Linked DNA regions of Mus musculus: all the other regions are linked to region 1. A link is a contact called in public ChIA-PET and HiChIP or PLAC-seq data. All regions are on one chromosome and are shown on one strand. The core of a region is the stretch at or near the end of the contact, and the rest is flanking DNA. Distances in the headings are between cores, read along the strand shown. Region 1 holds the start of Msto1 (misato 1, mitochondrial distribution and morphology regulator). Region 2 holds the start of Sema4a (sema domain, immunoglobulin domain (Ig), transmembrane domain (TM) and short cytoplasmic domain, (semaphorin) 4A). Region 3 holds the start of Lmna (lamin A). Region 4 holds the start of Dpm3 (dolichyl-phosphate mannosyltransferase polypeptide 3). Region 5 holds the start of Ssr2 (signal sequence receptor, beta). Region 6 holds the start of Muc1 (mucin 1, transmembrane). Region 7 holds the start of Arhgef2 (rho/rac guanine nucleotide exchange factor (GEF) 2).

The links. ChIA-PET counts read pairs in DNA pulled down with a chosen protein or histone mark. HiChIP or PLAC-seq counts read pairs in DNA pulled down with a chosen protein or histone mark.
Region 2: a contact with region 1 is called in an RNA polymerase II ChIA-PET map of memory CD8 T cells, with 73 read pairs. The contact joins the promoter of Sema4a here to the promoter of Msto1 in region 1. A contact is called at or near these places in 2 of 115 datasets of contacts at active chromatin or transcription factors (memory CD8 T cells and pancreatic cancer cells).
Region 3: a contact with region 1 is called in an HNF4G HiChIP or PLAC-seq map of pancreatic cancer cells. The contact joins the promoter of Lmna here to the promoter of Msto1 in region 1. A contact is called at or near these places in 1 of 39 promoter capture datasets (liver) and 1 of 115 datasets of contacts at active chromatin or transcription factors (pancreatic cancer cells).
Region 4: an H3K4me3 HiChIP or PLAC-seq map of bone marrow-derived macrophages shows a contact between it and region 1, with 2.9 times the contacts expected there. The contact joins the promoter of Dpm3 here to the promoter of Msto1 in region 1. A contact is called at or near these places in 1 of 39 promoter capture datasets (erythroid cells) and 3 of 115 datasets of contacts at active chromatin or transcription factors (bone marrow-derived macrophages, memory CD8 T cells and pancreatic cancer cells).
Region 5: a contact with region 1 is called in an H3K4me3 HiChIP or PLAC-seq map of bone marrow-derived macrophages, with 3 times the contacts expected there. The contact joins the promoter of Ssr2 here to the promoter of Msto1 in region 1. A contact is called at or near these places in 4 of 39 promoter capture datasets (cranial neural crest, hippocampal neurons, liver and 1 more), 1 of 484 Hi-C or Micro-C datasets (B cells), 5 of 115 datasets of contacts at active chromatin or transcription factors (astrocytes, bone marrow-derived macrophages, embryonic stem cells and 1 more) and 2 of 9 other capture datasets (adipose tissue and macrophages).
Region 6: a FOXA1 HiChIP or PLAC-seq map of pancreatic cancer cells shows a contact between it and region 1. The contact joins the promoter of Muc1 here to the promoter of Msto1 in region 1. A contact is called at or near these places in 9 of 39 promoter capture datasets (3T3-L1-derived adipocytes, the HPC-7 cell line, HPC-7-derived erythroid cells and 6 more), 2 of 484 Hi-C or Micro-C datasets (the C2C12 cell line and bone marrow-derived macrophages), 3 of 115 datasets of contacts at active chromatin or transcription factors (large pre-B cells, memory CD8 T cells and pancreatic cancer cells) and 2 of 9 other capture datasets (adipose tissue and liver).
Region 7: an RNA polymerase II ChIA-PET map of memory CD8 T cells shows a contact between it and region 1, with 109 read pairs. The contact joins the promoter of Arhgef2 here to the promoter of Msto1 in region 1. A contact is called at or near these places in 3 of 39 promoter capture datasets (cranial neural crest, frontonasal cranial neural crest and neural stem cells), 12 of 115 datasets of contacts at active chromatin or transcription factors (the 230-238 cell line, the SCID.adh cell line, craniofacial prominence and 9 more) and 3 of 9 other capture datasets (adipose tissue, liver and pancreatic islet).

Annotation. Positions count from the first base shown.
Region 1 is chr3:88,912,191-88,915,692 of GRCm38.p6, reverse strand. It overlaps Msto1 (misato 1, mitochondrial distribution and morphology regulator), which reads left to right and starts at 1,743. Exons shown (of 14, transcript NM_144898.2): 1 at 1,743-1,900; 2 at 1,991-2,126; 3 at 2,766-2,835; 4 at 2,915-2,990; 5 at 3,393-3,456. The coding sequence starts at 1,817.
Region 2 is chr3:88,453,968-88,457,469 of GRCm38.p6, reverse strand. Sema4a (sema domain, immunoglobulin domain (Ig), transmembrane domain (TM) and short cytoplasmic domain, (semaphorin) 4A) reads left to right here and starts at 1,709. Exons shown (of 15, transcript NM_013658.3): 1 at 1,709-1,922; 2 at 2,624-2,791. The coding sequence starts at 2,653.
Region 3 is chr3:88,501,444-88,504,945 of GRCm38.p6, reverse strand. It overlaps Lmna (lamin A), which reads left to right and starts at 1,594. Exons shown (of 12, transcript NM_001002011.3): 1 at 1,594-2,198. The coding sequence starts at 1,843.
Region 4 is chr3:89,264,514-89,268,015 of GRCm38.p6, reverse strand. Dpm3 (dolichyl-phosphate mannosyltransferase polypeptide 3) reads right to left here and starts at 1,555. Exons shown (of 2, transcript NM_026767.4): 1 at 1,410-1,555; 2 at 937-1,287. The coding sequence starts at 1,282. The coding sequence ends at 1,004.
Region 5 is chr3:88,577,724-88,581,225 of GRCm38.p6, reverse strand. It overlaps Ssr2 (signal sequence receptor, beta), which reads right to left and starts at 1,618. Exons shown (of 6, transcript NM_001356317.1): 1 at 1,540-1,618; 2 at 1,192-1,346; 3 at 154-252. The coding sequence starts at 1,346.
Region 6 is chr3:89,227,550-89,231,051 of GRCm38.p6, reverse strand. Muc1 (mucin 1, transmembrane) reads right to left here and starts at 1,996. Exons shown (of 7, transcript NM_013605.2): 1 at 1,875-1,996; 2 at 1-1,141. The coding sequence starts at 1,932.
Region 7 is chr3:88,619,489-88,622,990 of GRCm38.p6, reverse strand. Arhgef2 (rho/rac guanine nucleotide exchange factor (GEF) 2) reads right to left here and starts at 1,832. Exons shown (of 22, transcript NM_008487.4): 1 at 1,670-1,832. The coding sequence starts at 1,732. It overlaps Gm20652 (a long non-coding RNA gene), which reads left to right and starts at 1,886. Exons shown (of 2, transcript XR_375820.2): 1 at 1,886-1,960.

The sequences.
Region 1 (3,502 bases), core at 494-2,993:
GACTGCTAATCCAGAGGTCCTGAGTTCAATTCCCAGCAACCACATGGTGGCTCACAACCATCTGGAACACATGTATGCCCTCTTCTGGTGTGTCTGAAGAGAGGGACAGTGTACTCACATAAGAAATAAACAGGGCCCAGAGTAGTGGCGCACACCTTTAATCCCAGCACTTGGGAGGCAGAGGCAGGCGGATTGCTGAGTTCGAAGCCAGCCTGGTCTACAAAGTGAGTTCCAGGACAGCCAGGGCTACACAGAGAAACCCTGTCTCGAAAAATAAAAAAAGAAAGAAAGAAAAGAGGGGCTGGAGAGATGGCTCAGAGGTTAAGAGCACTCATTGCTCTTCCAGAGGTCCTGAATTCAAATCCCAGCAACCACGTGGTGGCTCACAACCACCTGTAATGAGATCTGATGCCCTCTTCTAGTGTCTCTGAAGACAGCGACAGTGTACTTACTTATAATAATAAATAAATCTTAAAAAAAGAAATAAATCTAAAAAAAAATCTCAAAATTAAAAGGCAGTCATTCTTTAAAATACTGTTCTATATGATGCATTTTTCTAAGTATTTTACTAGCAATGTGCTTATGTTCAGAATAATGTACACAGCTAGGGATTTGGTTCCGTACTACCCTGTGGGTGCTCAGGTTAGAACTCTGGTCTGCAGGCTTGGCAGCTCCCAAGCTCCCCTTAACCCATCGAGGATTTTGCCTGGACCCATTTATTTTATTCATAAGTGAATACTAGATGGTCCAAAAGAAACAGAGCAAGCCATTTGGAATAGTAATTTGTTTTGTTTGTTTTGTAACTTAGATATGGTCTCATGCAGTCAGGTGAGCCTTCAACTTGCTTCGGAGCCAAGGATGAATAATCTCTCTCCGCATCCTAGGAGGGCTTACAGGTTCCAGCCATCACATGCGGCTTGGAAACGCTCTACAAATTGGATAGCCAAACGTTTATAAAAACATAAAAGACTGTTCCCACAGCCGGGTATGGTGGCACACGTCTTTAATCCCAGCACTTGGGAGGCAGAGGCAGACAGATGTCTGAGTTTGAGGCCAGCCTGGTCTACAAAGTGAGTTCCAGGACAGCCAGGGCTATACAAAGAAACCCTGTCTCAAGACAAACAAACAAGCAAACAAAAGACTGTTCCCAACCTTATCAGTGGCACGGCCTTTGATTCCAGCACTCCGGAAGTGGAGGCTTGATTTCTTTTGAGTTTGAAGCCAGCCTGCTTTACACAGTCATTTCAGGCCAGCCAGGGGTTACATACTGAGAATCCATCTCAAAAAGATAAAAATAACGAACCAAGTCAAAGAATAAATGAAAAGAGCACTTAAGTACAATCAAACTACATGAACACGCGAGAAAGGGACTACAATCTTCCCCAGAACCTAACAGAAACCGAACCATGGGGCCAGCCCACTGGTTTAGCAGGGCTGGGACATTAGAGATGGGAAAAGGAAGTGAGTGGGAGGATCCAGAGGAGTCGAATTCCCCCTCAGATTTTTTTTATCCCCTCGCGTGAATTATTAGCTACAGGAGAGGGGCATCTGCGCGAAGAGAGACAGAAGCAGGTGAGAGAACCTTCCATGACCTTGGCCAGACCCGCCACAGTCTGAGGCGCAGAAGGAACGGAGAGACAACAGCCGATCGCGGCAGCTTCCTACATTCCAAGAAGAGGAAGAGGCGGGGCGTGAGCTGCGGCCTCGGAGACCAACGAATCGGGAGGCCAACGGGAAAGCACGTGCTCGCGCGGGAGCCGCCCCCTCCGGCTGATGGGCCCGCGGCGGCAGTGGAGTGCCCAAGAGCAGCGGCGGTATGGCGGGCGGGGCCCGCGAGGTGCTCACGCTGCAGTTGGGACATTTCGCGGGTTTCGTGGGGGCGCACTGGTGGAACCAGCAGGTCAGGCACCTAGCGGCAGCCCGGCGTTCCCCGCAGACAGTACCGGCCCTGCCCCTCTTCCCCCTCCGCTCAGCCCTGTGACCCCTACAGGATGCTGCGCTGGGACGCATGGCCGAGGACGAAGAGTCGCCAGGCGAGCTGTGCCCCGACGTCTTGTACAGAACAGGCCGGACACTGCATGGCCAGGAAACCTATACGCCTCGACTCATCCTAATGGATCTGAAAGGTGAGGCGATGGTGGGCTCAGCCAAGTTTTCCCGTGTGGCGTGCGAGGGCCCTAGCATCAGTTCACTTCAGATACCGGATCGGGCACAACCCCCGACGATGTCGAAAAGGCAAGTTTACTTCAGGATCTGGCTCTGGAATTGTCAGTATAATGTTAAGCTGCTTGCACTCACACCTACAGACGGACCACAGCTTGTTTTGTTTTTTTGTTTGTTTGTTTTCGAGACAGGGTTTCTCTGTATAGCCCTGGCTGTCCTGGAACTCACTTTGTAGACCAGGCTGGCCTCGAACTCAGAAATCCGCCTGCCTCTGCCTCCCTAGTGCTGGGATTAAAGGCGTAAACCACCACTGCCCGGCTGGACCACAGCTTTTGAGAGAAGGATGGATTCCATATTCCCTGTCCCATCTAATGTATATCCAAGTGCCATGTAGTTGGGCACGCCCTTAATCCCAGCCAAGGCAGGTAGAAGCTCTGAGTTCAAAACCAATTTGTCTGTATTGTTGGAAACTACTCAGGGCTACAAAGGGACACCTCATCTAGGTAGAGAGGAACTGCCACACCATATTCCCTGACAGGTGATCAGTTTAGTCTTGATCACATGACCCCCTAGGTTTAACCTTGCCTTTCATTTCTGGGCAGGTAGTCTGAACACTCTAAAAGAAGAAGGTAACCTCTACAGAGACCGACAGCTAGAGGCTGCAGTAGCGTGGTAAGTACCGCTCCTGTGAGCATGGCCCACTGTGTGTACATAGACGGCTGGAGAACTCTGCTTACTCTTACTCTTTCAGGCAGGGGAAGCTCAGCACACACAGAGATGACGCCCAACCAAAGAACCCAAACCTCCAGGGCCTTCTGAGTGCAGAGGTGATGACGAGGGGTGGGGCTCTGTCCCAAACCTTTAAACCTGCTACAAGCACAGTGGCTCTCCGATGCACAGTAAAAGGTGTCTAGTCACTGTAAATGCCATAGAGTAGTGTTTTTGGAAAAAGCACCGTTGTCTCTGAACTGGCGGGAACCCAGAAACTGGCTCAGAGGTTAAGAGTCGGACCTGTTCTTCCAGAACTCTGCATTGAGTTCCCAGGGTCCACATCAGGCAGCTCACAGCTGTAACTTCAGTCCCTGGGGTTCTAACACCCTCTTCTGGCTTTGGGTACCTCAGGCACGTGGTGCACATAACCTTAAAGATACACGCAGATACACATAAGTAAGGATACGCCCATGGCGGACGAAAACAACCTGGAACTAAAATCTTCTCACCCCTCCCAGGGAGTGCGGAGTAGTGACGGTGCCTGGAGGGCCAAACTGATTCAGAATATCCAAAATGGCAAAGGTGAGATAGCACTTGATGCTGGACACTGGACAGAGGAGCAGCTTGG
Region 2 (3,502 bases), core at 460-2,959, 460 kb after region 1:
GGCACCCCAGGGCTGGAAGCACCTAGGCTGAAGTTGACATCAGATGGCCTCTCTTCGGGGAGATTTCTGTTCCTTCTGAGTCAGGAGTCACCCTGAGTGATTGGTTCCTGGCTAGAGGAGAGAAAGCCCCTGCTCCTCCCACTCTGATGCCTGCCTACTCCCTCTGTTGAGCAGCTCTGAGCTGAGCTAATGCACTAGGGCAGGAGATGGGACTGAAGGAGCCAGCCATGTAGGGAGAGCTTCCGAATTAGACAGGTCTGAGGTAGATGGATGGACGTCAGGCTGTCCAGTCACCCCTGCTGCACTTCTGTTCTCTGTGCAGCAAGACTGTAGTGGAGCCTGCCTGCTGAAGTTGGGAAGCCTGAAGCCCCAAGTGTGAGCTTCTCACATTGTCCGAGGGCCTGGGAGAGCACTTGGTCTCCTGAGGACGCCCAGGGACAGGAAGAGAGTAAAGAAGGATGGCATTGGAGCTGCTCCTCTGGTCACAGCTCCTCCCTGTGACCCAGATAGGCCAATCTGTCTCCAAAGAGAGGCCCTGAGGTGGTGGCTTCCCAAGCCTGATCTAGAGGTCAAGGAGACTCAGAAGTTTGTGTCAGCACAGGGAGATTGGCAAAGTCCTCACAGTGAACGGAGAGCTTGGGGGGGGGCGGGTCTTAGCAAGCTTTGACAGATGAAGCCATCAGGAGGGTCTGTGTGAGCCCAGCTCCTGGGCCACACTGGAGAACGGAAGCAGAGGGGAAAGCATGAAGGGAAGGCCAAGCAGGCTCTACCGAGGAATGCTTTCCGTCTAGGAGCTGTAACTGGAAGGGTGGAGGACAGCCTACAGTGGGGACCATCCTGGCAGTGAGGATGGTGTTTACAGTGAAGATAGGGTATGTCCTGGAGGTAGACCAGCTTGGGTCACTGTGCTCTTTAACCTGAAGTCAGCTGACCCGGGAGAGTGGGCAGCAGCCCAACCACTCTTTATTGGCCTAGGAGCCCTTGGTTACTCATTAACCCTGCGTTATGAGGTCTTCCTGGAACCTTTGGGGAGGAGGAACCAGCCACCATGCCAGCTGGGTGCTTCAGCTCCAAAGCGTATCCCAAGAAGCACGCGTTCAAATGGGGAATTTCTCCAATTTCCCACTGAGACGTCAAATTACTAGGGCTTCCTCAGCAAAGTCATAGGGAAAAACCAAAAAACTAATACAAATGTAGGATTTTTATTTATTTTTTATTTTTTTGATACGGGGTTTCTCTGTATAGCCCTGGATGACCTGGAGCACACTCTGTAGATCAGGCTGGCCTCGAACTCAGAGATCTGCCTGCCTCTGCCTCCCGAGTACTGGGATTAAAGGTATGCCTCGCCACCATGCCAGCTTTAAACGTGTTATCTTTCAAGAATGTGGTCCTACTGGGTGTGGGAGGTCGGGAGGTCTCAGTATGTGGCAGTGGGGGAACCCCACAATGGGGTCAGAGAGAGAAGGAATAGGAGAGAGACGGTGTCATACCGAGCTCTCTTGAGCAAGAGGAGTCTGCAGCTTGGGCTGGTTAGACTGGAAGTGGTGTGCGGGAGAAACAAGGGCATCACTGAACTGGCCGGGAAGGAACTCTTAATTTCTGGATAGACTAAGGAGGGAGGGAGGTGTGTCTCCTGCAAGGCCTTCAAGCCTCACCCCCACTCCCACACTCCACCAGTCTCCCCGCCCTGATCCACCAACTTCCGCCCAAGCCAGCCAGGATCTGTCACAACTCGAGGTAGAAATTCTGGTTTCCCTGGCCTGAAACCCACACTGGCTCTGGCAGGATGGGTGCCTGGAGGGCCGCGCGCCCGTTCCAGCCAGGCTGAGCCTGCTTGCCTTGCCTGGACCCCCTTCTTTGCCTCGGATGGCACCCTGATTCAGGGTTTGAACACAGGACTTCTCAGTGTGGCTGGCTCAAGGGTATGTGAGATGAGGCGGGGGCGGGGGAGGGGTGTGAACCTGCATTCAGTGGCCATGGGGGAGGCTGATTGCGGAGCTCTGGGGAGGCAGACAGGGGGGCTGGAGAAGTTGAGAGTCTGCCAAGGACTCCTGCCCAGGCCACTCCCAGGAAATACAGAGGGCAGCCCCACCACAGTGGTAGATAAACTGGCACGCCCCTATCCCTAAGAAGAAGGCTAGATGGGCCCGATTAAGCAAGAGTCAGAGCCCCTGGGGGCTGAGGAGAGGGTAGGCTGTCTGCCTGGGTTGGGGTGAGTAGCGGGCATAAGGTGTCACAGCACAGGCCAGCCTGGGGAAATCTACCTTTTGCATACAGGAACTAGTTCCCTAGAAGACCTTTGCCCAGGGCCAGAGATGATCAGAGCTCTGGAGCACGGGGCCAGGAGATGCTGAGGGGGCAAAGTGGAAAGGAATTTTTCTGTGAGTCAGGTGAGAAATGGCAAGGTAGTTTTTTTAATGGTTAGGTGACCAGAGGCACAGCGTGGGCCACAGCAGCACCCTATGCAGAGGGCAGCAGGAGGCACCTTCAAGGCTGGGGATGGATGGAAGTGAGACTCTGAGGGCCCTTCCAGAGAGGAACTTCTGCCCCCTGGGGCTCTCCTATTGGCCCTCAGGAAGGGTGTGGTAAGCATGGCTAACCCAGAAAGTGCCTGTTTCCTCAGAACCATCTGGTGACCATCTCAGGCTGACCATGGCCCTACCATCCCTGGGCCAGGACTCATGGAGTCTCCTGCGTGTTTTTTTCTTCCAACTCTTCCTGCTGCCATCACTGCCACCTGCTTCTGGGACTGGTGGTCAGGGGCCCATGCCCAGAGTCAAATACCATGCTGGTAAGTGTCTAGTACCTGGGAGGTATGGATGGCACCATAGAGATGAAGGGGCTGAGGAAGGAGAAGGGTGTGCCAGAGGGGACGAAATGGCACGAAGAAACAGAGATGCCAGGGAGCCTGGGAGGGGCTGGGAGAAGAAGAGGCCACCTGAGGCACAAGTTGATCTGTAAGGGAAGGAAGGGTCACTGTGACCCTTTTCTGCCAACTCAGTGGTTTTTCTTTCCCTCAAATGTCAGTCACTAAGCAAGGAGCCTTAAACTCCTGACTGCTTTTTCAGTACCAGGAGCTGGAAAGCTAAAGCTCGCTCTAGATTGTCTGAGGAGCTGGAGGGCCCAAGCCAACTGCAGAGGTCACACCGGGCCAGATCCTGTCCAGGAGACTGGGCATCAGAAGGGATCCTAGCAGCTCACCCAGCCTCGGTGGTTTCTTGAGGAGGCTGTTCGGTTACTGACACCTTTAGTTCCAGGAAATGCCCCAGGGGAAGTGCCACATATACCACACACCCACCCACCCACACACACACACACACACACACACACACACAGAAGTAAGTTACTTCTGTTCACGGATGTAGTTTAGCATCCTTCTGAGGCAAAATGGTAAAGGAGATGTAGCAGTCGGTGGATAGAGCGGCATCTCTGGGTGGGATGGGAGTGCAGGCACAAACAAGCCTGCGTTTCAAGGGGAAGTACAATGAGCTCTCTTCAGAGT
Region 3 (3,502 bases), core at 345-2,844, 410 kb after region 1:
TGGTGTACAAAATGAGTTCTAGGACAGCCAGAAGTTCATAGAGAAACTCTGTCTTGAAAAAACAAAGCGCCAGGCGCACGCCTTTAATCCCAGCACTCGGGAGGCAGAGGCAGGTGGATTTCTGAGTTCAAGGCCAGCCTGGTCTACAATGTGAGTTCCAGGACAGCCAGAGCTATACAGAGAAACCCTGCCTCGAAAAACCAAAAAAAGAAAAAAACAAAAAAACAAAAAAACAAACCCCCCCCCCACCACCAACAACAACAACAAAAAAAAAAACAAAAAAAAACAAAAAAAGCAGCAGCAACAACAAAATCTCTTAAGAGTCCCAACTCAAGCCCACTGCCTGGACCTGCAGGAACTGCAAGCTAATCAGCAATGGACAGGGGAAAGCACATGGCAAAAGGGGAAGGAACATGGCAGAAGGGGATGCCAGGGCCAGTAAGGCTTAGGCTAGGGTTACAGGAGAGGATTAGACAGCTGATCGGGAGTCTTTGATGGAGGCTGGAGACCCCGGGACATGGAACCAGGGGACCAGGTTACTGTATTGGGAGATCATCTAGTCAGGGCCCACCCAGAACTGGCTAGACAGGCATGCAGTGGCTGAGGAGGGGGTAGCTTTGCTGTTCTTGCTCACACCGTTTAAGATGGAACCAGGATGGAGACCCTGCATTAACAACCCTCTGACCCCGTTCCTCTTTTCAGGCCCTTCTCGAAGCCACAAAAATCTGGAACCTGGTGTCCTGGCCATGTGCTGAATGCACGCACAGCACAGCTCTGGTATCTGTTTTAAATTATCCATTAAAATAAGTACAGTCCTGGAAAAAAATAAGTACAGTCTTGGATTTGGTTGGGTGGAGTGAGCTGAAGAAAGGGGCTGAAACGAGGGATTTCAGCAGCCCCTTTTTCCAGCTGTCTAGGTCCAAATGAAAGGGGAGGGGGGAGTGGGCGGGGCCAACTTCTGGCTTCTATTCTTGGCCTTCTCTTGGGGACTGAGGCTTATTTCTTAGATCTAAAACCCAATGTTTGGTTTTAAAGCCAAAAATATAAGGGAAGTGCATAGGTTTGGGTTTTGTTTTTTGTTTTTTCCCGAGGTCCTTGATCTTTGCCCCCAAATTTGAGGGCATAAAGTAATCCCTCAGTTACCTAAAAACACAGCCATTCCTTTGCCATTCCACTCTCCTGGATTGGCCGCTTCTGTGCGCGGGGGAGAGGTGACTCACTATTACTACTGAGGAAAGGGGAGCCAGTGGTGGAAGTGGGGTGAGTCACTGATGGGCAGCAGCTTCAGCCCTCCCCCCAACTTCCTTGGCTCTCTGGGGATGCCTGATCCTCTCCCTCACTTTGCACCTACTTCCCCTGGTCCCTCACCACTACCCTTTGCCCACCCACTCAAATTCTTTGGCTCTGCTCTTTACTCCAGAAGGCCAAAGGCAAGCTTAGAGTTGAGTAGGCAGGAACCAACATTGTGAAGCCCCAGGCCAGAAAGGGGTGTTCTGCAGAGTGAGGGTTGGCATGCTGGCTCCTCCTCACCATACCTGCCCCCGCCCCTTTGGGTACAGGATGGCTCCTTTAAGAGCAGTGGATCCACCCCCTGTAGAGGAGGGCCTATTAGAGCCTCTGCCTGGCTGTCAGTGACTCAGTGTTCGCGGGAACGCTGCCTCAGCCTCAACACCAGCCAACCCAGATCCCGAGGTGCGCCAGCGCCCAGCCCAGATCTCCACGCCTGCCAGGAGCGAGCTTCGCCGGCTCGCTGTCCCCCTGAGCAGCCTCTGTCCTTCTGTCCAAGTCCCGCGCCCTTCTCGGGACCCCTGCCCAGCGGGCAGCACTGTCACCCTGCCGGCCATGGAGACCCCGTCACAGCGGCGCGCCACCCGCAGTGGGGCGCAGGCCAGCTCTACCCCACTGTCGCCCACTCGGATCACCCGGCTGCAGGAGAAGGAGGACCTGCAGGAGCTCAATGACCGCCTGGCCGTGTACATCGATCGCGTGCGTTCCCTGGAGACCGAGAACGCGGGGCTGCGCCTTCGCATCACTGAGTCTGAAGAGGTGGTCAGCCGAGAGGTGTCCGGCATCAAGGCGGCCTACGAGGCCGAGCTGGGGGATGCCCGCAAGACCCTTGATTCTGTGGCCAAGGAGCGCGCCCGCCTCCAGCTAGAGCTGAGCAAAGTGCGTGAGGAGTTCAAGGAGCTGAAGGCTCGGTGAGTGAGGCCCGGCCGGCCGGCACCAGGGAGGCAGCAGTCGCCTGTAACTGGCCATCTAGTCCCCTCCCTCCCCGGAACTGCCTCCCGCGGGTGACTGGCAGTGCCAAGGGTAATAGACATGATAGGACATAGAAGGGAGGGGGTCTCTGTGAGAGGGTGGGGGATATAAAGAGTGGTGGGGGCATTGAGACCAAGTAGCGTTGGTGACAGGGCCTATGCTGTCAAGGTGGGATTTTTCAGTCATTTGGAGCTTGGGGGATGGGCTTGAGGAAGGTAGAACAGGCTCTACCAGGTCTTGGAACTCCCGAACGCCGCCCGGGACACATCAGAATGGGTGAAAGGGTTTTATTAGAACTTTCTTGGTAGGTTTGGCACTTTGCCAATCTTGCCCAACGTGGCTCTGAACACATGATGTCCACTAAGACATAGCGCCCACACTGACATTTGTCCAGTGGTACTGTAATGGAGTTACCAAGGCTGCATAGCCCCTTTCTCCCATGGCTGTGTAAGCACGGCCTTCTCCTGGTTCTTTCTAGGAGCTGAGAATGTCTGGAGCTTTTCCTAGACTCTCAGGCCCACCAGAAGCACACCAGGAGATCTGCTCCCCCGCAGCTCCCACAGCCCTTGGCCTCCCTGGTCGAGGAATGCAAGGGAGGGTGGGGAGGGAGACCGGGCACAGAAGCTAATGGCTCTGGAAATTCTGTTATGCCTGAGTCGGGGACACCCCAGTCTGGGCCCTCTCTGTTTGGTGACTTAAGGGTTTTGGAAGCTCTGTCCTTTCCTTGCTCAGCCAGCGAGCCACTTTCATTTTTCTAGTCAAGCCAGACTTTACTCTGGCCCATCCTCTGAACTGTTGATGTCTTGATCTTACTAAACCTCTGGAATACAATGACATTTTTGAAATCCAGCCGTTAGGGAGCCTCAGGCCACTCCCATTGCACCCATCCCTACCCCACCCTACCCCACCCTACTTGGCTCCACCTACTTTCTAAAAAGGCTTTCCAAAGCCTGGAAGTTTGGGCTCTTGCTCCCTGTACTTCCATTTCGCTCTGTGTCTGTGGTCTTTTCTTCTATGTTGTAGACCCAAGACAAAGAGCTTTGGACATTGGACGTGCGCACTGATACCTAAGGGGCTGGTAGCTTTGACTTCTCTTCCTCTTTTTCCTTTTTGCATTATCTTCTGACAAAACCCACTGTGTATCTGTGGTTGGTCATTCTATTCCTTACCAGATTCCAGCCCTAGGTGGTGAGTATGGCAAGCCCATTGCCTCAAGTGTGAGCAGAGGTCATGTGCACAGATG
Region 4 (3,502 bases), core at 306-2,805, 350 kb before region 1:
ATGCCCTCTTCTGGTGTGTCTGAAGATAGCTACAGTGTACTCACACACATAACATAAATATTTTTTGTTGTTTTTTTGTTTTTCAAGACAGGGTTTCTCCGTGTGGCCCTAGCTGTCCTGGAACTCACCCTGTATACCCGGCAATAAATCTTTAAAAAACAAAAAACAACTAGAAGTTAGAAAGATCCAGGAAGTCCTTTTAAAAAGAAAAGAAACCTGGCAGTGGTGACACACGCCTTTAATCCCAACACTTGGGAGGCAGAGGTAGGCGGATTTCTGAGTTCGAGGCCAGCCTGGTCTACAGAGTGAGTTCCAGGACAGTCAGGACTGCATGGAGAAACTCTGTCTCAAAAAACAAACAAACAAAACAAAAAAACAACCAACTTGAAAGCTGTGAAGAATGGAAGGAAGTTAGGGACCCATGCTTCCTGCGCAGCCTTGTATGGGAAGCCTCGCAGCACTTCCAAGGTTGAAGCTGAAGCGGGAGGACCACAGGTTGAGGGCAGCCTGGGTAGCACGACAGGGTTGGTTGTAAGCCAGGTTGAACTACTTATTAAAACCATATATATTAAAACCATATACACAAGTAAACAAACCTGTTTTGGGGATATAGTTCAGTTGTGGACTTCCAAGTTTGAAGCCCAGCATGACATAAACTAGTCTAGTCATGGTGGGTTTAGCCTGTAATTAGAGACGTTAGAATCGAGATAATCCACAGCCATATGGCTGGGGTCAAGGCCAGTCTAGGGTACATGGCATCCTATTTCAAACAGAAAAAAAATCTTGAGAAGGGAACAGAACACCATCAAAATGCAAAGCTAAGTAAGGCCTGGTAAGGTGGTTCTCCTGCCCCCTCACCTCTTGACCTCTAGTATATAGAATCCCCATCCCACCCCCCACCCCACCGCTATCCTCCATACTCAAAACTACACAAGATTAGAAAATAAAACTGCATTTTAATGCGGAATGAGGAAAGATGTCCAGACTGGAATGGGTTTAGGTGTCAGAAGCGCAGCCCCCTGCGTGCTAAATCAGCTCGGGCCTCCACGATCTGGCTCTGCAGCTCTCGGGCAGCGTCCTCGCAGTCGTGAAATGTAGCTACGCGATAGCCCACCGTGCCCAGGGCATAGCAGCCAGCGGAGACCAACAGGTAGGCAGGCAGTGGCCACAGGACCTCTCGGCAGGGGAAAGGCAACTCCAAGCCCAGTGCTCCCATGGTCAGGGCAGCCCAGGCAGAGCCCAGGAGAGCCAGTCCCCAAAGCCACTGTGTTAACTTCGTCATGTTGGCTGCAGGGAGAAAAATCAAAGCTAAGGGTTCTTTCTACCGATCCCCGCTCTGCATCTGACATTTATTCCCAGTCTCCGCCACCCATTTCCGTCTTTCCACTCTGCCCGCCACCTAAGCGTACCTCCGTGTGCCGCGCTGACAAGGCCCGCATCAGCATCCGGAAGTCCCTTTCTACTACCGCCCTTTTTCCGGGCTGCCTTCTGGGAACTGTAGTTCTTAGGACAATTTCGGCCGCGCTCAGATCCAGGTTGGTTATACACTGCTCTTCGAAAATCTGAGTTCAGAAGAGTTTTTGCCGTTTTGTTCTGGAGACCCACATCGATACCGGCTGGAACTTGTGGACAATCGGAGGATACCCCGAAACGCTGCGTTAAGATGGGAATGTTACATCGCCCCCCTTAAACTAGATTCTCCAGTGCAGAAAGCCCACTCATTCAATTATTCAAGCATTCTTCCAACACACCCATCAATCAGCAAACATGAACAGGCCGCCTCACACCTGCTAGGCAAGTTCTCAACCACTGAGCCCTTTTATATTTTGAAACAGGATTTTACAGAGTACCCGGAATAAACTTGAACTCCAGTCTGAGATCCTGTCTTGAAGAAATAGGCTGGTCATGTCAAATTGAACTGCAAATCACAGGCCCATATACCTGTGATTCCAGGGCAATTCAACAGAAGAAGAAAGAAGACCATGACCATTACAGGATATGATAAAGGGTTGGTTGCTAGGGGATGGAGAGGTGGCTCAGCAGTTAAGAGCACTGGCTGCTCTATCAGAAGATCCTAGTTCAATTCTCAGCACCCACATGACAGCTCACAGCTGCCTGTAACTCCAGTTCCAGAGAATCTGACACCCTCACACAGACATACACGCAGGTGAAACATCAATGTGCATAAAATAAAAAAAAAATTTTTTTTTAATAAAAAGGGGTTGGTTGCCTTTAGGTAGCAATAACAGTTTAAATAAAACAAGGGGGTTTTCTTTGGCTTGATTTTTGGTTTGTTTGGGTTTTAAATCTTTATTTATGTGTGCATATGTGTGTCTATCTGAGCGTATACTGGATACATTTAGGTGCCTGCAGAAGCCAGAAAAGCTGGAGTTACAGGTAGTTGTGAGCTGTCTGACACTGGAGCTAGGAACCAAACTCAGGTCCTCTGGAAGAGCAGCAAGCACACTTAACAGCTGAGCTGTTTCCAGCCTGGTTGGTATTCGTTTTGTTTTGAGACAGAGTCTAATGTAATGTATTCCAGGCTGGCCTAGAGCATGGGATGTAGCTGAGGATGGCCCTGAACCCTTGTTACTCCTGCCTCTGCTTTCCCAGTGCTAGAATTAAATGTGTGTGTTACCAAACCTTCCTTAAAGCAATTCTGTTGTTGGAAAAACGAGTAAATGAGGAGTGAAAAAGTCCTGAGGACATCCACATGATCCCAAGGCTCAGGAGGCAGGGCTGCTCCAAGTTCAAGGCCAACATGAACTACATAAGGAAGGCCCTGATTTAAAGGGAAAAAAATCTAGTCTGAGTGGATTGAGGGTCCACTTGGAAATCACAAAGCGGGGACAGAAGTAGACTGTAACTCCAAGACCTCACACAGACTCACGTGCAGGCTAAACACCAGTGCACATAAAATAAAAATTAACAAATGTTCAAAGACCCATTGTTCAAAGCTTTGTAGCTGGATTGGAAATTTAGTTTACTTTGGTATGTCAAAAGGGAATCCAGAGGGGCTGGAGAAATGGCTCAGCAGTTAAGAGCTCTGGCAGCTCTTCTAGAGGATCCTCTGAGCTCCATTCCCAGCACCCACATGATGTCCTTAACCATCTGTAACTCCAGTTTCAGAGCGTCTGACAACACTTTATGACTTCCCGAGGCACCAGACACATACTCAGACATACATGCAGGCAAAACACCCATCCATGTAAAATAAAAGAGAAACAAACCAAACCCTTATTTCCTCAAAGCCTTCAATGTTAATCAACAATTATTATTTATAAAACAAAAACAAAAAACATGTTACTGAGACAACAGACAAGAGTAAAATGTGCCGTTTTCTTTTTTCCCCTTTCTTTCCTTTCCCTGAGACAGGGTTTCTCTGTGTAGCCCTGGCTGTCCTGGACCTCTTGTTCTGTAGCCTAGGCTAGCCTGAAACTCACAGAGATCCTCCTGCCTCTGCCTCCTGCTGGGTTCAAAGGTGTGCACCACCACATCCTGG
Region 5 (3,502 bases), core at 369-2,868, 330 kb after region 1:
AAGGAAGAAGGCACACTCACTCAGCTGATACTTCATCCTCCCCAGATATATGACAAGAAACAGACCACACATCCAGTCTGTTTGCAGCCCCCTTGATGTTTTCCAGGCAATGTTCCTCCCCCAGCCCTCACCACCCATTAAAAAAAAGGATACGGGGCAATCCGGTCCCATTTGACATTGAGCATACCGGAGACAATGCCGAAGTCTTCTGGAGGGAAGGAATCGTCAGATAATTCCACATCTAATGCAGCGCTGGAAAGCAGAGGAAATAAAGAGTGAGGGACAGGGCTGGCGAGATGGCTCAGCAGTTAAGAGCTCCGACTGCTCTGCCGAAGGTCCTGAGTTCAAATCCCAGCAACCACATGGTAGCTCACAACCATCTGTAATGAAATCTGATGCCCTCTTCTGGAGTGTCTGAAGACAGCTATAGTGTACTTACATATAGTAAATAAGAGTGAGGGACATAAAACTAAGGGAACTGACTGGAAAATCCACCTGCTGGTCAAAAGAAACCCCCATAGTAAGTTGGGCCTGTTTTGAAGAATCCAGATCAAGGCCTGGATTCTGTTGCTCAGAAGTGAATTGCCAAAGGTAATCTTGCTCTAATTCTAGACAGGGGAAGTAAGATATAAATGGAAAAATATATAAAAGGAAAGAACAACAAAAAAGTGCTCATAGGAGCCAGCAGTGGTGGCCCATGCCTTTAATCCCAGCACTCGGGAAGCAGTGTGAGAGACAGACAGATGTCTGTGAGTTTGAGGCCAGCCTGGTCTAAGAGTGGACTCTTCGACAGCCAGTTAAGAAACTCGGCCTTGAAAAACAACAAACAACAAAAAAAGTGATTGTAAGTGAAAGAAGAAAGCTGGGAGTCCGCACCCGAGGTAAGAGGACAGATGTACACTCTGTGTCTGCATTTCCTTTTTCACAAGCTGAATTTATCCCTGCCTTTGAAAGCCTTCTGAGACCCCAAAGTGGTTTCTTGTAATTCACCTAAGGATGTCTTCACCTTCAAAAAGCACCCGACAAAGGTAAGCCCTCTAGTATATTCATTCATTCATTCATTCACTCACTCACACACTGCACTCGATACTGGAGGACTCCAAAAGAGAATTCACTCCCCAACAAAACGTTCTCTATGCCCACGTGGAAACTCGGAATTCAGAAGGAAGCTGGCGAACTCTAGGCCGTTACCTGGAGCCGACGTTGTAGATGTTATACTGCAGGGTCAGGTCCCTCCCTTCCACAGCGTATCTGTTGAGCAATGATTTGGAGGCCAAAAGCCTGGCTCCTTCTTCTGCTTGACTGACGGCTAACAGAGCCAACACCACAACCGCCAGCAGCCTCATCTTTGGAAAAAAGCAAAGTGAGCAATCGACCCAAGCATGGGAAACACTGCCAGCCAGGCAGCCTGTGCGGCGCCACACTCCAGCCCCGCCGCCAGGTCCGCAGCCGCGAGCCCAAGCCACAGCAGTGTGTACCGCGCTGCCGGCCAGGCGGGGTCAGCGGGGACCCCAGCGCTCTTGCGTCTCCCAGACTCACCGTGAGCACCCCAAACGCCTCCCTGGGCCACAGACAACCGGAAAACAACGTCAGCCTCCGAAAGACCGGAAACGGATCTGACCGGAAACCCTGATGTCCCTTCCTGTGCCTTATGGATGTTGTAGTTCTGAAACAAGCCCCACCTTCCCCTTTATGGCGGCTGATACCCCAAAGGAGTTGAGTTACCTAGAGTCCTTGACTCTTTCCTGTGTGTCCTCCAATTTCTTCTCATTAATGCTTACCCCATGGAAAACCCCTCTGTTTAAACTAAAACGAAATAAGCTGCATAGGCACAATTTCAAAGTTCAAAGAGTCGCCGACTTTGTTTTAAGGCTGAAGTAGCTGATATAGCCTTTCCTTGAATTCTTAGATTTCCAAGCTGCTAGTCACTGCCTTATGTAATTAGCACTTTATAGAGACTTCAGACAACTAGTAAACAGGGCCAGAGAGACCCCTCGGCAGGTAAAGGCACTTGCCACCATGCCTGCCCACCTGAGTTTGAATCCTTGGACCCATTTAATAGGGCACCGACAAGTTCTCCTCTGAACTCTACATGTGCACACACACATGTGCATAAACACATGAACATGTAAACATGCTTATAGCACATGTGCAGGAGAGTTCTTCCACATCCCTTCTGTAGCACTCTTACATCCAGGATGGGTTTACTCTGCACCTGCTCTGTGCTCTGGCACTACTATAGATGCTGGTGGGGTGATGAGAGAACCTTCTCCCACTGCGCCTGGCTCTCCTGGGACAGACACCCTATGCTTCTTTTTTTTCTTCTTTTTTTGAGACTGGCCTAGAACTCACAAGAGATCCCTTGGCTTCTATTGTCTAAGTGAAACTAGGATTAAAGGCATGTGTCACCATGCCTGTTGTGTTTATAAAAAGATAAGGAGAGGAAATGTGTTTGGTGGATGTGTGGTAAGGTGTGGGGTTAGGGAATGCCACCGCGGGCTCATGCTGAGGCATCCCTTCCCCCCACCCCCAGGGACTAGCCACAGGACAGTATAGTATAGAATAGTTTATTCAGGGCATGGGAAGAGGAGCTGAGAGTTAGGAGAGAGAGAGAGAGAGGGAGAAGTAGAGGCTGGCCATCAGCTCATGGAAAGAAAGAGTGGAGAGAGAGAGAGAGAAAGAGAGAGACAGAGACAGAGAGAGAGAGAAAGAGAGAGAGAGAGGAGGGGCAAGCAGCCCCTTTTATAGTGAGTCAGGCACACCTGGCTGTTGCCAGGTAACTGTGGGGTGGAGCTTAAACAAAATGCTAACAATGCCTAACCCTTTGATTGACCTACCCCCCATTTTTTGTGGGGAGGGGGTTCTTTATATACCTGAACTCTATGTAGATCAGGCTGGTCTTGAACTCTGAGATCCACTTGCTTCTGCCTTCTGGTGCTGGGATTAAAGGTGTGCGCCATGGCTGCCTGGCTTGATTGACTTCTTACAACTATTTACTTTTTTTTTAGAATACTTTATTATTATGTGTTTGAGTGTTTTGCCTGCATGTACATATGTGCACCATGTGTATGCCCAGTGCTCGAGGAGGTCAGAAAAGACAGCTATCACCTGAGCTAGGAAAAAATCCAATTGCACTTCCTGCTTCCACGTGTTCGCTCTTTTGAGCTCGGTCTCTTGGTCAAGAATACAGGGTGAAGCCCTGTCTCTCAAAAAAACAAAAACCAAACTGTGATGGTTTGTATATCCTTGGACCAGGGAGTGGCACCATCTGAAGGTGTGGCCTTGTTGGAATAGGTATGACCTGGTTGGAATGGGTGTGTCACTGTGGGTGTGGGTATAAGATCCTCACCCTAGTTCCCTGGAAGTCAGTCTTCCACTCGAAGCCTTTGGATGAAGACATAGAACTCTCAGCTCCTCCTGTGCCAGGCCTGCCTGGATACTGCCATGCTCCCACCTTGATGATAATGGACTGAACCTCTGAACCTGTAAGCCAGCCCCAATT
Region 6 (3,502 bases), core at 747-3,246, 320 kb before region 1:
GTGCTATAGTAAGAGCTGCTGGCAATAGTGCTGTGGCTGGAGGTGGTGGCCATGGTAGGAGAAACAGGGTATTGACTTGGCACTGAAGGCTGAGTGCCATTGCTGACTGGAGTTGTAGCTATTGCAGAGGTATTATAGACTAGACTGGTAGCTGAGCCCAACACAGAACTGGTAGGTAGCACCGAGGAGCCATTGTGGTCTGGAATGATAGCTGAGCCTGACGTCACTTTGGTAGTAGAGAATGGCATGCTACTGTAAACTGGAGTGGTGGCCAAGACTGATTCAGAGCTGTTAGTTGTAGTTGAGGTACCACTGTGGTCTGGACTGGTGGCTGAGCCCAGTGCAGAGCTGGTAGTTGTGACTGAGGTGCCATTGTGGTCTGGAGTGCTAGCTAAGTCTGATGTAGTCTTGATGTTTTGGATGGAGGCACTACTGTGGACTGGAGAACTGGTGGAGTCCCTTAGAGGGCTGGTGGCTGGAGAAGAGGTGCCACCGTGGGCTACTGGAGAGCTGGCGGAGTCTTCTGAAAGGCTAGTGGCTGGGGAAGAGGTGTCATCATGGGCTACTGGAGAGCTGGTGGAGTCCACTGGAGCTGTGGTGGCTGGGGAGGAGGTGCCACTGAGGACTGCAGTACTGGTAGAGTCTTCGGGAGCTCTGGTGGCTGGAGAAGAGGTGCTACTATGGTCTGGAGAGCTGGTGGAGTCCCCTGGAGGGCTGGTGGCTGGGGACGAGGTACCACCGTGGACTACTGGAGAGCTGGTGGAATCCACTGGAGCTGTGGTGGCCGGAGCTGAAGAGGTGCCACTGTGGACTACTGGAGAGCTGTTGGAGTCTTTTGAAAGGCTAGTGGCTGGGGAAGAGGTGTCACCATGGGCTACTGGAGAGCTGGCGGAGTTCACTGGAGCTGTGGTGGCTGGGGAGGAGGTGCCACTGAGGACTGCAGTACTGGTAGAGTCTTCAGGAGCTCTGGTGGCTGGAGAAGAGGTGCTACTCTGGACTGGAGAGCTGGTGGAGTCCCCTGGAGGTCTGGTGGCTGGGTCTGAGTTGCTGCTGTGGACTGGAGTGGTAGTCGATGCTAAGGAACTGCTGGTGTCCTGAGATGAGGTGACACTGTTTTCCTCACTTGGAAGGGCAAGAAAACCTGAACCAGAGTGGAAGATTAGGGGTAAACTGTTTTTATGCTCACAGCAGCGCAGCACTAATCAACAGAGTTGGACACTGGGTCGCTTTGGATAACATGTGTGATGTTTTAGTTCCGGCTAGAGCCAAAGTTGAAGAAAAAAAAAACAAAACAACAACAACAACAAAAAAAAAACCTACTGGGTTGATGAATAAAAATCAGAGCAAGAAGAAAAATATAAACTCTGAAAACAAAGTAACCGGGGAAGGAAGGGGGATCATGTTAGCATCAGGTAGCCCCTGGTTTGCCTTCATCCTGACAGCCTCCCTCCCTAAGCAGAGGTCTCACCTCTGCTTCTGGCTCATTTATTCCTCTACTTGAGACAAGTATTCATACTGTAGCCTAAGCTGGCCTTGAACTCTCTGTGAACCTGAGCGTCCAGGGTGTGGGAACTATAGACTGGAACCACTGCACACGGCCCCATTCTTCCACTCCGGAGCTACTTCTCCTGACACAGCCTCTCTTCTCTACTCCCCACAAAGAGTATTATTTGCCTACTATAGTGCCCACTCTCCTGAGGGGTCACCTCTTCTCAGCCTCCTTCCTTAGCCTCTTTTCCCCCCTGGCACATACTGGGCCATACCTGTATGGATGGCCATTTATGACTCTCATAATCTACCAGTAAGCAAACTCCACAGAAAGACTGGGAGTCCCACCTGAACAGCGCAGCCCCTCCCCACCTTGCGCCTCTCACCTTTTAGACTTGCTAGAAGTAGCAGCAGGAAGAAAGGAGCCCGAATGCCCGGGGTCATGGTGGTGGTGAACAGGCGGGAAGGGGCTAGAAAACAAACTCAAGGCTGGCGCTCCGTGTGTGAGGTGGAACAGGGCTGGTGCCTGCTGCTTTATACCAGTCCCCCTCCCGCCCTAGGCACAGTCAGAGCAGGTGACAGGTAACAAAACTCCGCCCCCTCCCCTATTCTTTTCCTCCTCCTCCCCCCCAGTCATTCCTGTGTAGGGTACTTGGGCTCCAATCACTCAACCTTATGACAACCTGTTTTTTCTCCATCTGGCCTCCCACTTTTACCAACCGCTCCTTGACTACCCCAGGTGTGTATGTGGAGGAAACCTGGGGCCCCCTGGCTCTGGTTTTAGTCCCAGAGTGACCGCCAAGAAGAGGAAAGGAAACACAGAAAGGCCCTGGACAGCAAGACATGGGAAGTCCATCCCTAGGTCCCCCGATCCCTTTTCCTATTCTCTCTGCGGGTCCTTGAACACCACTTCTCACAAGTTGAGAGGACATAAGGGGGCTGGATAATAGTGGACAGGTCGCTAGTTTTAGTCTCCCTCCCCGAACCCCCCCCCCCCCCGCCACTTCCCGGAACAGCCCCGCCCTTCTAGCCGTTCCCGGTACTCTGAAAACCACAATCCCCGCCCCTGCCAGACTTTCCAGTAGCCTGGGTCTCTCTTTGGCTTTCTCCCGAGAAAGGCGGTGGGGGAAATTTCCACTTAAAAAGGACTAAACTTGGGCTCCACTGAAGCCTAAGGTCCTTCCTACCCAACCCTCCACCTTGAGTGGCAGGTTGACCGGCCCTTCTATCCGGAAACGCCTGCCCTCTAGTGGTCACCGCGAGCGTCGCGCGGCGTACTCGCACCAGCCGATAGTTTGGCAGCACAGCCCAAGTTGAGACAGATTAACTTAAGGAAGTTAATTGTGCCTTGGCGAAAAGAATCAATGCCTCGGACAGATAGGAAAGAATGCACACTGTAGGGGAGAAGCAAGGGTCATTAATTGGGCTACTAGACTTCTGGGGATGGTGTTTGCGGGTAGGGTAAAAGTGGTTGGAGCCCCAAGGTATCTGGAAGGGGGGGCATCAAGTTGTGTGATGACATTGAATGGTGGGGGGTGGGGTGTAGGACGGGTTATGTCTAGGTAGCTAGATATTGAGGAGGAAGAGATTAAGTAGGTGGGCCGATCGTGGAACATGAGAACGTTGAGATGTATCTGGGAAAGGAATATTTGGGGCGAACAAGCACTCGAAACAAGGCAAACCCGTGTGTTTGTGTGTGTGTTTAGGGAGAAACGAAAGGTGTTCTGAAGGGCAGAAACAGTTGAATTTGGGGAGGGCTTTGGGTTCACAGTAGCGCGGACTGAGGATGCCAGGCCGGATCCCGCAAGCGGAGGTTGCGGAGTAAACCAGCAGGAGCAGTTACAACTGTAGTAGGCAAACAGTTCTTAGTCCCAACGAATACAAGACGGAAACTAATACTTTAAAAACATTTCGGAGGTGCAGGAACGGAGGCGTGGGTCCCACGCTCCCGCCGTGTGTCCCGCCTCTGAGAGGCTTTGTCAGGCCTGCTCCGGGCGGAGTGGAGCCGCCCTAC
Region 7 (3,502 bases), core at 583-3,082, 290 kb after region 1:
AGGTGTCTGGATTGGAGAAAGGCCCCCTGAGGATGTCTTCGTACAGCCCCACAGGTCTGCCTCTCCTGCCCCCCCCCCCCCAGTGGCTTTCCTTTTTAGGGTGGAACCAAATTTCCGTGCTTTCAAAAAGTTCCCCCCACCCACCCTGGCTTTACTCCAGGGTCTCGCTCAAACGGTTGAAAAAATAAACAGACTCTGGGAGCTGGGGCCTGGCCTGTCGCTAGGGTTTGTTAAGAGCCTGTCTGCCACCCCACAATTCACACTCAGTCACCTCACCCTGGAGCTGCTCAGAGCCCTGCTAGCTTTCTTCCGGTGAGCAGACTCCCATCCCGAAACCCTACAAAAAGCCTCAAACTGAGCTTCCCGCCCCCGAGGCTCTCCACCCCTACCGACCTTCTCCCAGTGTAGCAGTAAAGCAAGTAGCTAAAGCCTGGAACCTTGGAGGAAGGGAGAGGGCAGCTTTCCATTCGCAGAGTGGCTTTCCAGCCTGAAAATGATCTGCTTGGTTGGCTGGCTGCGGGAGGGTCATTACGCTCTCGCTAAGGACAGGGATTAAGATTAAAGCCCTTCCTGCCTTTGCTTTCCGAGAGAGCCTTATAATGTGAGTGTCCTGAGGTACAGGGAGGCGCCGTCCGCCTGAACCAGGCCCCCCTGGCTTCACTTATTCATCTACAAGTCCTCCTCGGCTTCACCACTTCCTGTGAGCTGAGGTGAGGAAAGTCATGGCATTTGGGAGGGCGTCTGAATACAAAGACAGGAATAAAGGACACTTGTAAAGGCGTGCTGGAGAGGTCGTATTGCAGAGTGTGCTGATAATTACACAGCCAGACTCCAGATGACAGGTGAAGGGCCCCCAAGCCGAGGCGATAATCGAAATATGGCTGAGGGGAGTGGGGGAACTGGGTTAACCGAGGCGGCTGGAGAACCAGGAGCCTGGAAGCTGATGAAACAGATAAGGGTGGGAACTACTCTGGGTCCTGGCACCGAGACGCTCAGGATGTGAGAAGGCATCCCAGCGACACAAAGGCAGCTTGCTTCACCTGATGGATCGGTTTGGCCTGGCGGAGAAAATGGGCGGCCGCTTGCTGTCTTGACCCCTAGCCACCCGCCTACCCCAGGCAAGAACTGAATCACAGCTGGAAAGTCCATCCGCAAGAAGAGGAGGAGCTGACTTTTGTCTTGGAGGGGCGGGAAGGTGGGGGAGGGAGCTTGGAAAACACCCCCTCCGGCCCCCTCCACCCGCTGGTGGGGACAAAGGGGGAACGACCGAGCCGGCGCTAGCGGGCACGGCCGCAAGCAACCCCCGGAACTGGGGTGCGGAAAGGGGTGCCCAAGAGCGTCGTCCCTAGGAACCCGACACGCTCGCCCCTCTTTCCCGCTCGATCCCTTACCGGAGCAACTTTCTTCCGAGCGGCCCAAAACACTCGGTCCCGCCGAACCACTGGTAACCCAGCTCAGCTCTCCTAGATCCCCGCACAGAAGCTGCGCGGGTGCTGGAGACGCGGGTCACGTTGCGGTCCTCCAGCCCCCTCCTCACGCGCTCGCAGCCCCACCCACCCCGTCCGGCCGCTGCGCGCGGACTCGGGCGCCCCAGAGCGGGCGGGGGGACGCGGGACGCGGGGCGGAGGCCCAGAGGTCGGCAGGGCGCCCGGTCGCAGAGCCAGCCCACCTTGGTTGCCTGCTCCTTGCTCCGGTCGATCCGCGCGCGAGTGAGGGATTCGATCCGAGACATAATCCAGCGTGAGCCGCGGGAGGACGCGGCGGCCCCGGGTGTCCAGCAACGGCGGGGGAGGGGTCCGGCCGCACGCGTCGGCCTCGGGGACAGGAAGTCTGAGTCCCCTCGCCCCTGCACCCAGCACCAGTTCCTCAAACCCTAGTCTCCTCCCCCACCCGAGCTCAGGAAGGGGAGAGGCGGAGCGGAGGCAGGGCGGGGTACCCGCGCACCGGACGGGACGCCGGGGTTAGTATCGCTGCAGTCTGCTGGACAGGGGTCCTTGGGACAGGTTCGAGGATCCCTTTTCCCTTTAGCGCTTAGGAACACTCTCTGACCTCAGCGACCTCCCTTAGCTCGGCTGTCCTTGAAAAACACCGGCGCCCATTCCGGGTAACTTCACTCTTTAAAGACCCTAAGGGGATTCTATCACCTTATCGGTAACTGGGAGACCTAGCCATAAGGGCTCACTCATCAAACAGGCTTGAGTACACAGACCGCTTTTACAATGTTGGACTGGTATGACAAGAGGGAGGGGGCAATGAAAGGGGAACTAGAAGCTTCATCGTTAACAGGCTTCACTCCCCCAAAAGAGTGAAGAAGGGGACTCCTTTCCAAAAGCTAGGAGTCCACAAGAGAGGGTTTTCCCCTCACCCCCCCCCACCCCCCGCCCAGCTTCTCACCCCTCTGGGCCTTGTGGACCACACTCTGACCATCCTTCTCAGCCCCACCTCTGCCAATTACTTTGGCAGTGAAGGTGAGAAGGCTCCACCTTTCCTGAGGCTAGCTGAGGAAATCCTTCCTTGTGTCCTGACACCAGTTTTCTCTGCCACAGGAGACTATAGAAACAACTTGGCCCTGTCTGGAAACGTTTGAGCTTGCTGAGGAGTGTGGGTGGGTTTTCATTTCTCTGGACCCTTTGAGTCAACCTGAGTTTCCTGCCACTGGGGAAATTCTCCAGTCTGCTCCGTTTCCACCTATCAAGGTCTCCGATTTCTCTGTAAAAACCTGAGCACCCTGGGGCAAAGTTTTGTAAAAATTTAGGGTACTACCTAATCTAGTCCCAAAAGTGTGTGGTAATGAGGGAGGGAGATGGCTAGGCGTGGTGTTGCACAGAGGCAGGGAGATTTCTGAGTTCAAGGCCAGCCTGGTCTACAGAGTGAGTTCCAGGACAGCCAGGGCTACACAGAGAAACCCTGTCTCAAAACACCGAAAAAAAAAAGAAAGAAAGAAAAAAGAAAGAGGGAGGGAGATGAGGCCCAGCCACTGTCACCAGCTTCTGCTCTGTTCTTCTCGGTAGCGGGGCAGGGAGGGTGGTGTTAGGGCTGCAGGTTTCCAGCCCAGCCCTGCACTCCTAGAGTGCCAATTTTAGCCTCAGTCTCTAATTTGGGCTCGGCTGCCTCATCCACCCGCTGTGCTGGTTGGGCTCCTCAGCTCCTCACCCCGGCTCTGCTCCCCTCCCACTCTGCTCCTCTGACCTATCTCCTGCCTAGGAACTCCCTCACCTTTTGTGCCCATTCTCCTGTTCAGGGTCCTTATATAGTAAAGGCCAGGGAAAAAGAAACAATGTCCAGTTCAGGCTGGCCAGATGAGGCAGAAAGGACTTTCCCAGACCAATTCTGTTTTCTCTGAAGGAATCCTAGGAAGGCCTCAGGACCTGCCATGTTCCTATTGGCTCTGAGCCTCCAGACTTGCCCCGCTTGAGTGACCAGCCAAAGCTGAGAAATGTACTAACAATCAGCTAGAGGTCAGAATGAGCTGCCTGGTTTGGGGGGGGGGGGGGCAGAGACC